Regions from separate parts of the Acanthopagrus latus genome. Here region 1 is linked to region 2. A link is a contact called in public Hi-C data. All regions are on one chromosome and are shown on one strand. The core of a region is the stretch at or near the end of the contact, and the rest is flanking DNA. Distances in the headings are between cores, read along the strand shown. Region 1 holds the start of LOC119030735 (replication protein A 70 kDa DNA-binding subunit-like). Region 2 holds the start of ovca2 (esterase OVCA2).

Region 1 (6,006 bases), core at 2,904-5,403, 190 kb after region 2:
GTCCCCATCCTGTCCCATCACATTAACATGCTGCTAATGAAAAGATACAGCCTAACATAATTTAGAGATGAATGAAGTGGCAATTATTTTATTTCGCCACTAGCAGGTAAGCACGAGTGGATAAACAGGAAGGGACTGTCCTGTTGTTTCAATCAACTCAACAGACCAAACACGTTCAGGAAAAAAAAAAAAAAAAAAAAAGAACTGGCCAAAGGGTGAGACTTTAGTCTGCACCACGTAAGTATGTCTAGTACTGCGTCGTAACGTGAGTGAATTAAATGAGCCTGAGTTTATTTAACCATATGAACTCACTACTGGACAGTTAAAACAACAACAACAACAACAAAGTATTTGATTTGTTAGTGGCACTGCTGACAGCTGACATTAAATCTCGTTAGCTTACATTGCTAGCAGCTGCAGCTGTTCGTGCTACATTGCTTAAGTGCCAGCCTCGAGACATCGAGTCAAGGCAAATAAAATGATAATTCTGTTGTATTAATATTTAGGCTTACTTCAACTGCCCCCTGAGAGAGTTTTACACTCATGTTTCCTGGGTACAGGGCTTCTCACAGCCAGCAGACTTCAGCTTTTGTCAGACGTTTCTGTCAAGTTGGAGGTGTGAAACCTATCGCGAGAGAGGAGAGACGAACGTGATTTGCGTAAGTACGTCAAAACACGAACTAGACAGGATATGGTACATTACTGACTTCAAAATAAAGGAGAATATTCGACCGGGTGTAAAAAAAAGACAGTAAGTATACGTGTATCAAAATTAACAAATCATAAGGTTAATTACTATCAATTTAGGTATGAGTGAAAAAGAAAACAACCCCAAACCTTCGATTTACCTTTAACATTAACGGTTCATATTTTATTTTGAATGTCGCAGTCGGAAACTTCGCTTTGGTCCCTGCTAGCTTAACTGTGGATATAGCTGGCGTGACACGGACTCAAAACAAACCCCCAAATTACCCTCCGCTGCCCATGTGGACGTATTTTAGCTCATGATGGATCTTCCTTGTGTCCAGTGGCAAGATCACGTTGCACAGAAATGGACCTCACTCGACCCCGATATAAAGGAGCATTTCACATCCCTACTTGAGATAGATGATGTCTTTAAATACACCCTAACTCTGACAACGTGAGTAGCTGCATTAGTAGAGTGCACAGTTTATTAGTAGCCAACATAGATGGCATATATTTATTTTGATTGGACCACAACGATTATATATATGTGCCTAAAGTCAACATTTGTTTCCACTGAACTTGTTACGTGACTATGAACACTAAACCCCAGTCTCCCTGCGGCTCGGGAACATTCAGAGTGACTGAGTGTAGTTGCTCATAATGTTCTCCGTTTTTGTTCCACAGCCAAGATGATCTGGACTTTGTACAGTCAATCTCTGCAGGGAACTCAGTACAGAAGGACGCAGAGCAAGCAGCCAAATGCAGGGAGAGAGGGAACACAAGCTTCAAGATCAGAGACTACACTGCAGCTGCTCTGCACTACTCACAGGTGAAGTGGAAAGCACATTCACTTTTCTCCATATGAGCCATAAAGTAGGAAAAAATGAGTGAAGCATCATGTTAAAACCCACCATTCCACTCAAATCTACGCCCCCCTTTTACTCTTATAACATGTATGTTTATGTGACTGTTCTAGTTTGTTGAGATCAGTAGAAGATGGCAGATTTTTTAACAGTAATGTCAAAAAATTGCACAGTAATATCCCCCCAGTCCTTATTAAAATGTACCAACATCCAGCTTCTTTGTCTCCTGTCATGACAGGGCTTGTGTTTCGCTCCCCTCAGTTCGGAGCAGCTGTCTCTGTGTTATGCCAACCGCTCTGCTGCGCTCTACCATCTGCAGCTCTACCAGGTGAGCTGGCTCCATTTTCAACAATCACATAATGAGGTCTTGTTGTACTTGAGGTATCATTACAAAAAAAAAAACCTGTTTCAACCAGTTCTGTATCTTAGATAGTGTCATTATGAGCAGCACCTTGCACTGCATGGAAATAATATCATGCTGTTCAGTTCACACAAAGAGCAGATGATTTGTGAGAGCAAAGAAAAAAGTTGATGTCAGAATGATCTCACAGGATTTACTGACTTAATTTGACCGTCTCACATGTATCAGTGACACTGAAGTGCATCCTTCACTCAGCCACTTGGGTAATATATGACTTTCACTCCGGGAACCTTTCCCCGGTAATATAACAGAGACTATTAAAGATAGGTGGCTTTAATCTCATGATTGGCTCATTCACCTGACCTTCATTCAATATTTTATTTCTTTAAATTTAATAAAGAAATTCAGACACATTCAGAGTCTTTTGTGTGCCGTTGTAACTACTTGTGTAAGGCTAAAAGACTCTACGGATGAAATCAGAAATGTGCATGATAGTCAGCTATTGAATGACCTTTTGAGGTATAAATGAAGCAGAAATGATGCTACTGCTGATATCCTATACAGTTAAGAACATAACCACCTTATTTTCCAGCTACATGGGTTTGGAGACTGAATTAAAATTTTGGGGTGAACGTCCTCTTTAAAACTAAAACGCTGACTCAATTAAGTTATTAAAAGTCGTGACCCAGATCTTGGATTTTGTAGTAGCCCACACTGTTTCTGTTTTTCCTCAGGCGTCCCTTGATGACATCGACAGAGCTCTGAAAAACGGCTATCCCTCTCATCTTTTACACAAACTAGAGGACCGCCGCTCACAGTGCCTCAAGCACCTCTCTGCCGATCAAAATGCAAAAGAGGATCGTCACAATCCTTCCTCAAAGAGTCAGAGAGGTCCACAGAGTGAGGGACCTCTCACATTTGGGATCTGTCCTCAAGCTGCTGTTGGCTTCAGCGTGGAGAAAGGTCGACACCTGGTGGCTGCAGAGAGAGTAGCAGCTGGAGAGGTGATCCTCAGCGACAGGCCCTACAGCTTTGTCCTTATTCCAGGGATGGAGGAGGTGACAAGGTTGGGGGGAAGGCAGAACACAGAGAGAGAGGTGGTGTTTGGAGTGGAGCACAGGCGCTGTCACGGGTGTTTGACTGAAACACTGTGTGCTGTGCCATGTGAGGGCTGCAGTTACAGCCGATACTGCTCAACTTCCTGTCGGCGAGATGCCTGGGAGGAACATCACCGCTGGGAGTGTCCGCTGGGAGCAGATCTGATGGTGATGGGTGTGATGTCACATCTTGCGCTGAGGGTAACCTTAAAGGCGGGGTTAAAAAACATCCAAAGAGCCAGGGAGCCAATCAGAGACAAGTCCACAGAGCTCAACGGACAGTCCAGTGATTCTGACCCATGTTGTTCTTCACACTACGGCAATTCGTACCTGAGTGTGTTCCACCTGCTGCACCACCTGAACCACCACAGCCCTGCTCTGCGTTTCCTGTGTGCGGTTACCATAGCAACACTCTTCCTAAAGCTCAGCAAGGCCGGACCTACACCTTTATCCCAGGACCTCTGTAGACCCTCGGGGGCAAACAGCCAATCACCAGAGGAGGAGGGAGCAGATCGGAGCTCGGAGCTGTGGCTGCTGGGAAGTGCAGTTCTGAGGCACTTCCTGCAGCTGAGGTGTAACGCCCAGGCAATCGTCACGCTGCAGGATATAGGTGACTCTCAGATAGACTTCACACCTTGCCTCAAGTTGCCTCAGATTTTTGCCTTCATTTGTTTGGTATATTAAATGTATGAAAATAGTTTTTTGTTTTTCTAATGGCAGTCTCAAGGCTCCAGAGTTGAGCTGACATATTTAAATTATTTGTTGTGTCTGATTAAGAGTCCAAAATTTGAAGTTATTTAGCTTTTCATCATAGAAAACTTCAAAATACCCCAAACATGAACATTATAGAAGCTCATTGCCTATTTGAAGGACTTGTAACTGTATCCATGCTTACACTTTGTACAATCCACTATAGCAGAATTTATGCTTTTTTAATAACTGCATCTTGAGGTACAAATGACCTTTGCTTTATTTGTTTCTTGCTTCTTACAGGAGCAGCAAACCTACCAGTGCAGTCCAGCAGGGAAATCCGCATTGCTACGGCTTTATTCCCAACTCTCAGTCTTCTGAATCACTCCTGTTGTCCCAACACCAGCCTGGCGTTCAGCACCGGAGCCGGTTCAGATGCGTCTGCAGAGCTCAGTGAGAGTGTAGCTGAGGACAGAAGCACAGCCTGCGGAGTCACTGTAACTGTCAGAGCAGCCAAAGTTATCGCTCCTGGACAAGAGATCCTGCACTGCTATGGTAAGAGTCCCAATGATGCTGAAAGATAAGATACAGGAGAGCACAGCAACATTTTTATTGCATTCTCCACTAAAATCCGTGCATCTGCACTTAAAAATTGCAGTGTTGTTCACTTACTCTCCATCTCGTGATGTATGACTTGTACTGCCGTGCCCTCTCGTCGCTCTCTCAGGTCCCCACAGCAGCAGGATGGCGACCCGAGAGCGCCGGCGACTCCTGCGGGAACAGTACTACTTCCTGTGTCAGTGTGAGGCCTGCTCTCTGCAGCAGGAGGAGGAGGAGGAGGGCACAGAGGGCAGACAGGAGAGGACAAGTGTTAAAGGCAGTCCACACAAGTCCAGTCTGCTGTGTAGCAAGTGCAAAGGAGCTCTCATAGTAGGTGTTCATCTTGTGGATTTTTTTTAAATTGTTCTGATAATATCTAATTGAACCTGTCTAGATTTACCCTACTACTGCTGTTGAGACTCTTTGTATGATTTCCAGAAAAGCAGTGGGGACGAAGGAGTAGGATTTCTATGTTCGCAGTCATCCTGTGGTCATCGCACGTCTTCATCTGAAGTAAACTCCAGGCTGCAGGAGATCAGGGTCGACCTGGAGAAGGCTGTGGAGCTCATGGAGCGAGAGAGGCCAGGTGGTTTGTAATACAGTCTGTACATACAGTAATGAATGTGTGTATCGTTTATTAATTTGTTACATGTTCCCTGCTCTTCTTCTGCTCTGCCCGTCCTCAGACGAGGCTCTGAGGCTGTTGAGAAGGACCCAGCGTCAGTCAGGACTGATCCTCGCAGAGACACATCCACTGCAGGGGGAGCTGGACGATGCTACAGCCAGAGCATACGCGACAATGGGTGAGAATGAGAATGCATGAAAAGGGTCTTCATGTGGTGTTCTTACAATCAGTTTAGATAGATTTAATGACTGCAGCTAAACATTATTTTCATTTATTTGTATTAATCGATTAAACAAAATGCCCAACATTGTGATTTCCTAGAGCCCAAAGTGACGTCTTTTAGATTTCTTTTTTTGTCCAACCAACAGTCCAAAACCCAAAAACTCTTCATTCACTGTCAGACACAACAAAGAAAAGCAGCAAGTCTTTACATTCACAGAGCTGGAACCAGCAGATGTTTGCTATCTTTGCTTGAGAAATGACTAATTGGTTAAGCAGCAGGGACGTCAATCTGCACAGATTTGTCTCCACTGAAGTGAAGTCTAAGCCATTTTTAATTACACATCCAGATGAATAAAGAGAAACACTAGAAAATTAAGATAAAAAAAAATCATATACAATACAGTGAGTTAAGCTAACTGAGGCTGTTCTTCAGTGGTAAATGTCCACAGCTGTTTATACATTTATCTGAGCCGTGACTGTATTTTCATTACAAAACATTTTAAAGTGTCCAGAATGATGTTGAGGGGCAGCTGTAGCTCAGGGGGAGAGCCAGCATCTTGTTATCAGAAGGTTGCTGGTTCAATTCCCCTGTTCAAGCATGTTGAACTAAACCTTGGTCAGATACTGAACCCCAAACTGTATGAATGTATGTATGAATTACTGTAAGTCGCTTTGGACAGAAGCATCTGCTAAATGCCCTAAAATGTAAATGTTGATGTTAACATGTCATTAAATTTACAATTAAATAAAATGAGTATATACAATAATATCCCTGCTGGGTTGAGCGTGTTAATGTTAACATCCTGGAAGGTTGAATTTTTTTCAACAAGGTATCACAGCAGAGGAAACACTGCAGGGTTT
Region 2 (6,513 bases), core at 3,038-5,537:
GTAAACATTCAGACAGACTGATGAGGGTTAGGGTTGGTATAGGATCAGGGGTTAACCCTGTGCAGTGACACACTTAACCCTGACCTTCACTATAAGAAGGAATTTCATCCTCGCAAGACAAACAACAACCCACAAGCAGCCCACGTGTTGTCTGCAGTCTTTAGATGAAGCATGAGCTTTTTTTGAGTGATCCAGACCAACAAAACTATTTCCGTCCTTGTCATAAACGCAGCGGACATGTGAGAGTGGATACGTTGCGCCCAGAGCTGATGACACACAGGATGTGGAAGGGAGGAGGGTGTCGAGGAGAGTTCGGAGCGAGGTGGAGGCCGGTGGGAGATGAAAGCAAAGAGGGAGGGGAGGAGAGAGGAGAGAGAGAAAGAGGTAGAGACGAGAGAGAGCACACATCTGGAAACAATCGAGCGAGCGCAGTCTGACGTGCACATGCTTTCAGCTACAAAAGAACAACATGTCCTTGAACTTTGCACGTTGGAGCGTTGACCTGCCTGTGTGTGAGGGAACACCTCCACAAGCAGGGAGATACTGTACATCAGCCTCTGACGGCGGAGCAGCTGTCCTCCCATACATCGCAGTGCCGACTCACTGGGAGTGGAATGAGTCATTAACAGCATAACTGTGTGTAAAGATTTTGGCGCCAAGACAATTTTTTTTTTAAGTAACTATCTGCTGAGGATCTGTTACACAGCTGTCACAATACTCGAGACCAGTTTGCAAAAATGTTACGCAAATTGTTACTCAAGCTTATTAAATCAAGGTTTCCACTGTGGCTCTGATGTAAAATTCTTCTCATAACTTTCCACAATCATGGCAGAGTGTTCCCAGAACCCAACAGTGTCTGTGCCATCCTGGCGTAGACATGTTTTTATGAACGGGAAAACACTTCTGAGCTTTCATATTGAAATTACTGCACATACAGATTGTTTGTCCTCGCTGCAGCGGCCCCGGGTTGGAGTCCCGGCCTGGGGCCCTTTTCTGCGTGTCACCCCCCGTCTGCCTCATCCTGCTTCCTGTTGTCTCTGAAGCTGTCCTATCAATAGAGGCCCAAATAATAATTTAGAAAAAAAAAAATTACTGCAGGGAAGAAATGGAAAATATACTCGTCGACTCTTGGGAAACGAGTGATTTATAATATGTTCCTAATATCATTGTGTTCCCAAACAAATTTCCAAAAATGTCCCTGATTGATTCCATCTGACGCTCTGTGTAAAGGCCTCAGTACGCTTCAAACACAGCACGGGTTAGATCGAATTACACTGTTTGAAAATGTTGTACCTTTCTGAAGCGATCAGGCTAACTTTAGCCAGCAGCTAGCCACGTGGGCTGTTTCCATTCTTCAGATTTCAGTCAGTTTTCTTGTGTATGTCAGAAAGTGAAAGCCTTTAAAGAGATGTGTCTCATTAGCCGTGCAAGAGTACGAGAGCACGTAAAACACAGCAGGCAGGCGGACGCAGCCACGAGGAGGCGAAGACGTAGGTGGAGATACTTTGGCACCGAGACATTTGTTTTGTTGGAAGCGTACTGAAGCCTTTAACTCATCTCGATTTCTTTCAACGCAGAATTCCTGAGTACTTTATGGCGCAATCAGTTATTATGTTACTTATCATGTCCATGTTGGAGAAGATGGAAGAGTTAAGAAGCTGGTTTCAAGACCTTTTGAATTCGTGCTTTTCTCCTTCTCTCTAGTAAACAGCAAACATTGATAAGGCAAGAATAACAAGTCTATCATTAAAATTTGAACATTTTGGCTCAAAAAAAGCATTAAACTTTTATTTAGTCGACGTCTCCACACTGCTGCATGACAGAGAAAATTACTGTTGAGTCACTGTCTCCCAAACTACAAAATATTTTGAGTTGGTTTTCCAATCCGGAAAAGCAAAATGACCCTGGATGTTTACTAAACCACAATATTATGATTTGGCTCTGAATAAATCCATTAACCTGTTTTTTCTTTGGGCCCTCTGCAGTCGACTCAGCCGTTCGACTGAGCAGGTTTAAACTGTGACTTGTAAGCTCACGGTAAGTTATTCGTTCATCTAGTCTGAATCGTGCAAACACTCAACTGTAACCCTCTATTTTTATCTTTGAGATTTAAGAATACACGACACTTAAACAGAAACATACTCATAATTAAATCTGCCCAGATTTTGATGCTTAACTTCCTCTTTCTTTTACCAATAACTGGTGATTTGTTATATGATTATTTAACTGGAGCTCAGAAGTATCTTTGTCCAACAAGAAAAACTTTACACCACCCCCAATAGAAACAGAAACCACAGAACATTTGATCCATTATTATCACTTAATTTATTATCTGTCAGAAGACATCTTCCCTGAGATGGACAGCAGCCATTCAACTGTTTTGGATGGATTAGACCAGCGGAGAAACAAAAACAGTACTTCGATCCAACTTGGCATTTTAACCCAAACTGCCTCGTTACCACAAGATTTTTCTCAATAATAAATAATCATTGTCCTTTGGGAGCATGTGTATTGGCTATTTTTCAGTGTTAATTTTCACTAGAATTTCTTCAGAAATTCCTGGTAGGTTTGTCTGTGAGCAGAAGCAGCTGGAACAAAATGGCCACCCGGATGGGTCAGAACCTGCGGGTCTTGGAAGGAGGGAAGAAGCTCCCTGCTCATGTTGTCAGGGATGACTCGGTCCTCCAGTCCAAACACATGCAGGGACGGGATCAGGAGGGGAGTACCATAGAACGTCTGGTGTTGCTTACACGCGCTGCGGAAACCAGCGACAAGTATGGCAAAGCGGAAGTTGAACTCAGGCTCCAGTTTTTGTTCCTGAAGAGAGCAGACCATGGCCACAAAAGCAGCTCCCTGACTAAAGCCAAGGATGCCATCAAATGGACCTTGGTCCTTCACAGCTTCTCTTACAGTCGTCAGGCTCTCGTCGAGTCCCAGGCTTTCCTGACACTGCTGCTGTGCGCTGAAACTCCGAGCCTGGACATCAGAAAACCACCAACCCCTCTGGTCCTCATCGTCTCCAGCTCCAGGACCGGAACCATCCTCCTTATCCGGCGCTTAGGAAAGAAGAACAAAGTGGTTATTTTATTCTATCAAGGCACAAATTGGACACAAATACAAACATTTACTGTTTGATTTACAACATCACTGCCTGTTATTAGTGCATGAAAACATAAAAAAACTTAATTTTCTGTGTTGTGAGTGCTGCCTGTCAATCTGAGTCTTTCAAAATCTAGTATTACAAATACTTTGAATACAAAAAGGAACCTATTTTCAGACTGACCATGTACACAGTGTACTATAGGTAGGGGAAGAGCTGATTATCGACACTGGCAGACTGACCATAAAATAACCTAATTTAAATATGTCCCCTCACACTTTGTCCCGCTTACAACAATATCTGAGAGGTAACATGTCACAATTAATAGCTTATATCTAACAGCTAATCTGAATCTGTAAAACAACTAGTAACTAAGTGTGTTAAATACATTTATAAAGGGGCAGAAAATGGAAATACTCAAGTAAAGTACAGCAAAATTGTACTTCACAGTACTTGAGTAAATTGTACTTGATTACTGGTTGATGGACATTTTGACGTCAGGTAAAAGTCAACTAATAAACACCAAAAAGCTACATTTATTAAAAATAATCCTGACTATATTTAAGCAGTAATTGAGTACTGTCTATGCCAAATTTGCTTTTTGATTAAACTGTTTACTTTGTTCAAAACACTAAAACACGTCGATGAGAAGTCAGTGTGGAGTAAAGTGAGAGGAAGCTTCATGTCACCACTTTACTGTCAGTAACATGAAGTCACCTAGCTAACGTTAGCTGTCCCACCTGTGAGAGTTTGGGGGACAGTGTAAGGTTGAAGACCCACCTTGCTGCACACTGTGCGGTGCACTCAGGTAAACCAGCTCCACCTGCTTCTTCAGCAGCTTCCGCAGAGCTCCCGTCTTCTCCCGGAACGAGGTGCCGTTCTGACGGTACCCGTGGATGCACAGGACCCGGAGGGGCGCCATTCAGAGGTTAGCCTAGCCTAGCTAAACTTAGCTAACGCTAGCCGGAGAAGTTAGTTTCAACTACCGCTCGGAGGAAAGAAAACGAATAACAAGTCGTTTTCATTAAGTTAAACACTTGAACCGGTCAGATAAAATATACTACTGTAATATTTCAGGAGATTTAAACGATACGGAGGAGCTGGTTCGCTGTTATAGGAAGCGAAAGTTCAACACATTTGGACAACGGCTGCTCACGAGACCAACCGGAAGGAAGGAACAGTACTTCCGTTTATTCTTTTCAAATTAAAATTCTTGTTGGTTAATGAAAATAAACAAATGCTAAAAATTAAAGTGTTTGTTGTCTGTCGTCTGCACAGTAAAACAAAAGAGAGAAAACATTCAGTAAAAGTGAAGATATTCTGTTACTGTAAATATTTATTGTGTTAATGATGAATGACGGCTGTAAAAAAAAACCAAAAAACATTGTAGATCAAATTTTGGACCATCAGCTTTCTCCATGAATGGCTGTCAGATCTCTGACACAGTACCAGCTGAAATCTAAACTGATTTTAGATGCAAAATCCTTTACAACAAAGGTGTGCTGGCAAAGAGCAAGCCAAAGTTGTACCCATTATTGTATTTTGATTCTATAATACCGACCATTGACATCTGTATTGTTTTTATGTCTTACAGGCTTTATGTAAAAGCCTGCAAGAATTGAAAATTAGCAACAGCTATAAGCTCTCTGTGCAGAACATTAGTTACAATCTCTGTAAATTTACGTATCTATTAAATTAAATTCAAATAAATAAATGAATAAAATGTTACTTTAGTAAAGGTTAAAGCCACACAAAACAATATTTTCTGTAATTCTCTACAGTGTCTACCACTTCGATTAATTGAATTGTGCCGATAAATGAATAGTGTGCTACTGCATGGTAGAGTCCAACACATTTCTGTAGGGAAAATCTGTCAGACTTTGAGATATCTCGGTCAAAGATGTCCTGGGGATTTTTTGCAACATACTTTTCCGAGAAAGTTGATTACTGGAACCAAAACTTCCCTCTGTCTTTATTTGTCTATGAACAAAGGAAAACCATTCAAGCAAACAACAGCAAAAGTCTTCCTCTTACTGTCTGACTGATGCAGGACTAATGGATACAGTGTGTTCTTGCATTTTTGGGGCAGAATAATGGACTCTTTGCTACCTGGTGGGATGCTGACCCCTAAAGACACAGATGAAAACATTTCTTGCTGTGACATCGCAGACGAGCCAGGTGATACAACGCAGCTACTGTAAAAATCATGAAATCTTTGAGCAATTAAATCTTTCATCTCTCTGCAGCAACACAGACAAAAATACCCTGACAAAGAACTTCATTTTCAACGCACATAAAAGTGAAATGCTAATTCTAGGCCACAGGAACTCGCTTATCAGACTCGCTTTCTACTCCAGCGCCAGCACAGTTCTCCCGAAGGACCGTGTCAGAAAAAATACAGACATTATCTTTGATCTGGATTCTCTTTTGACAAACATATGAAGCCAATATCCCGAACACCACATTATCACTTCAGCAGTGATATCCAGGAGCTGGCATTTAGCCAGTCCTCCTAAAGGGTTTGGGGACGGCCCAAAGCGGTGACAGCTATAAAAGCCCAGCGCTCAAAGAGGGGAAAATTGGATGATGGGTGAAAAAATGAAAGGCCTTAATTAAGTTTGCATTAAGCATTACAGCCCACCTTCTAGGCATCTGATGCACACATATTTTCCCAGGTCCCATGTTATGCTAATTTTAAAGTGAAACTCTCGCCAAAAAACAACCAAGGCTTTATTTGTGAATGTATATAAGCCAAACCTTCGTGTAAAAGCATAATTACAACGAAAGAGGCACTTTTAAGATTTACCGTAGTTTCATTTTCGGGCAAGCTAATTTTCAATGGAGTGCAACCGGCACTCTTACACTAACATCAAAATCATATACATTTACAAATAAAGCCTCGGTTGCTTTTTTGGCGAGAGTTTCACTTTAAGATCTAATCTTTTAATTTAGGGTGTTCACTAGAAAATGTTTGCATGCCTTAATGTACATAAAAAAACAACAAAACATTATTTTTCTGATACTGTCCATTGCTGCAGCACCTCTATTCACGCTCTGTTAGAAAACGCTTAATTTTGGTGCCTGTCTCTTTAAGGCCGCCCCTCAGGAAGAGCCCAATCTGCTCTGACCAATCAGAGCAGAGCATGTTTTTATGGCAGCCAAGGGTTTAAATGAGCGTGATTACTGTAAAGCTGTGACATCACAACCATTCGGAAATCCCGGCGGCTGGTTTGACAACTCCGTTTCTGAATACAGACTCCATTTCTTTATGGATAGAGCAAATTGAGACTTTAATTTGATCAGTCAATGTCATGTCGGTTTCTGTTAATGTATCTGTAAGACTAAAATCTCGTGGCTCCAGGGTCAACCCACTAAGATGATTACTGAGATGTCTTATGAGCATTTGTGTGTTA

Evidence for each region. Hi-C and Micro-C count contacts between places; a contact is called where the count stands out from the background.
Region 1: a Hi-C map of muscle shows a contact between it and region 2, with 5 times the contacts expected there. The contact joins the promoter of LOC119030735 here to the promoter of ovca2 in region 2. A contact is called at or near these places in 2 of 4 Hi-C or Micro-C datasets (both in muscle).

What each region holds. Positions count from the first base shown.
Region 1 is chr13:3,704,923-3,710,928 of fAcaLat1.1, forward strand. It overlaps LOC119030735 (replication protein A 70 kDa DNA-binding subunit-like), which reads right to left and starts at 4,154. Exons shown (of 17, transcript XM_037118558.1): 1 at 4,017-4,154. It overlaps smyd4 (SET and MYND domain-containing protein 4), which reads left to right and starts at 899. Exons shown (of 10, transcript XM_037118556.1): 1 at 899-1,141; 2 at 1,372-1,516; 3 at 1,789-1,878; 4 at 2,646-3,618; 5 at 4,002-4,253; 6 at 4,426-4,628; 7 at 4,737-4,884; 8 at 4,985-5,101. The coding sequence starts at 1,005.
Region 2 is chr13:3,510,993-3,517,505 of fAcaLat1.1, forward strand. ovca2 (esterase OVCA2) reads right to left here and starts at 4,288. Exons shown (of 2, transcript XM_037118843.1): 1 at 3,881-4,288; 2 at 2,307-3,056. The coding sequence starts at 4,022. The coding sequence ends at 2,539.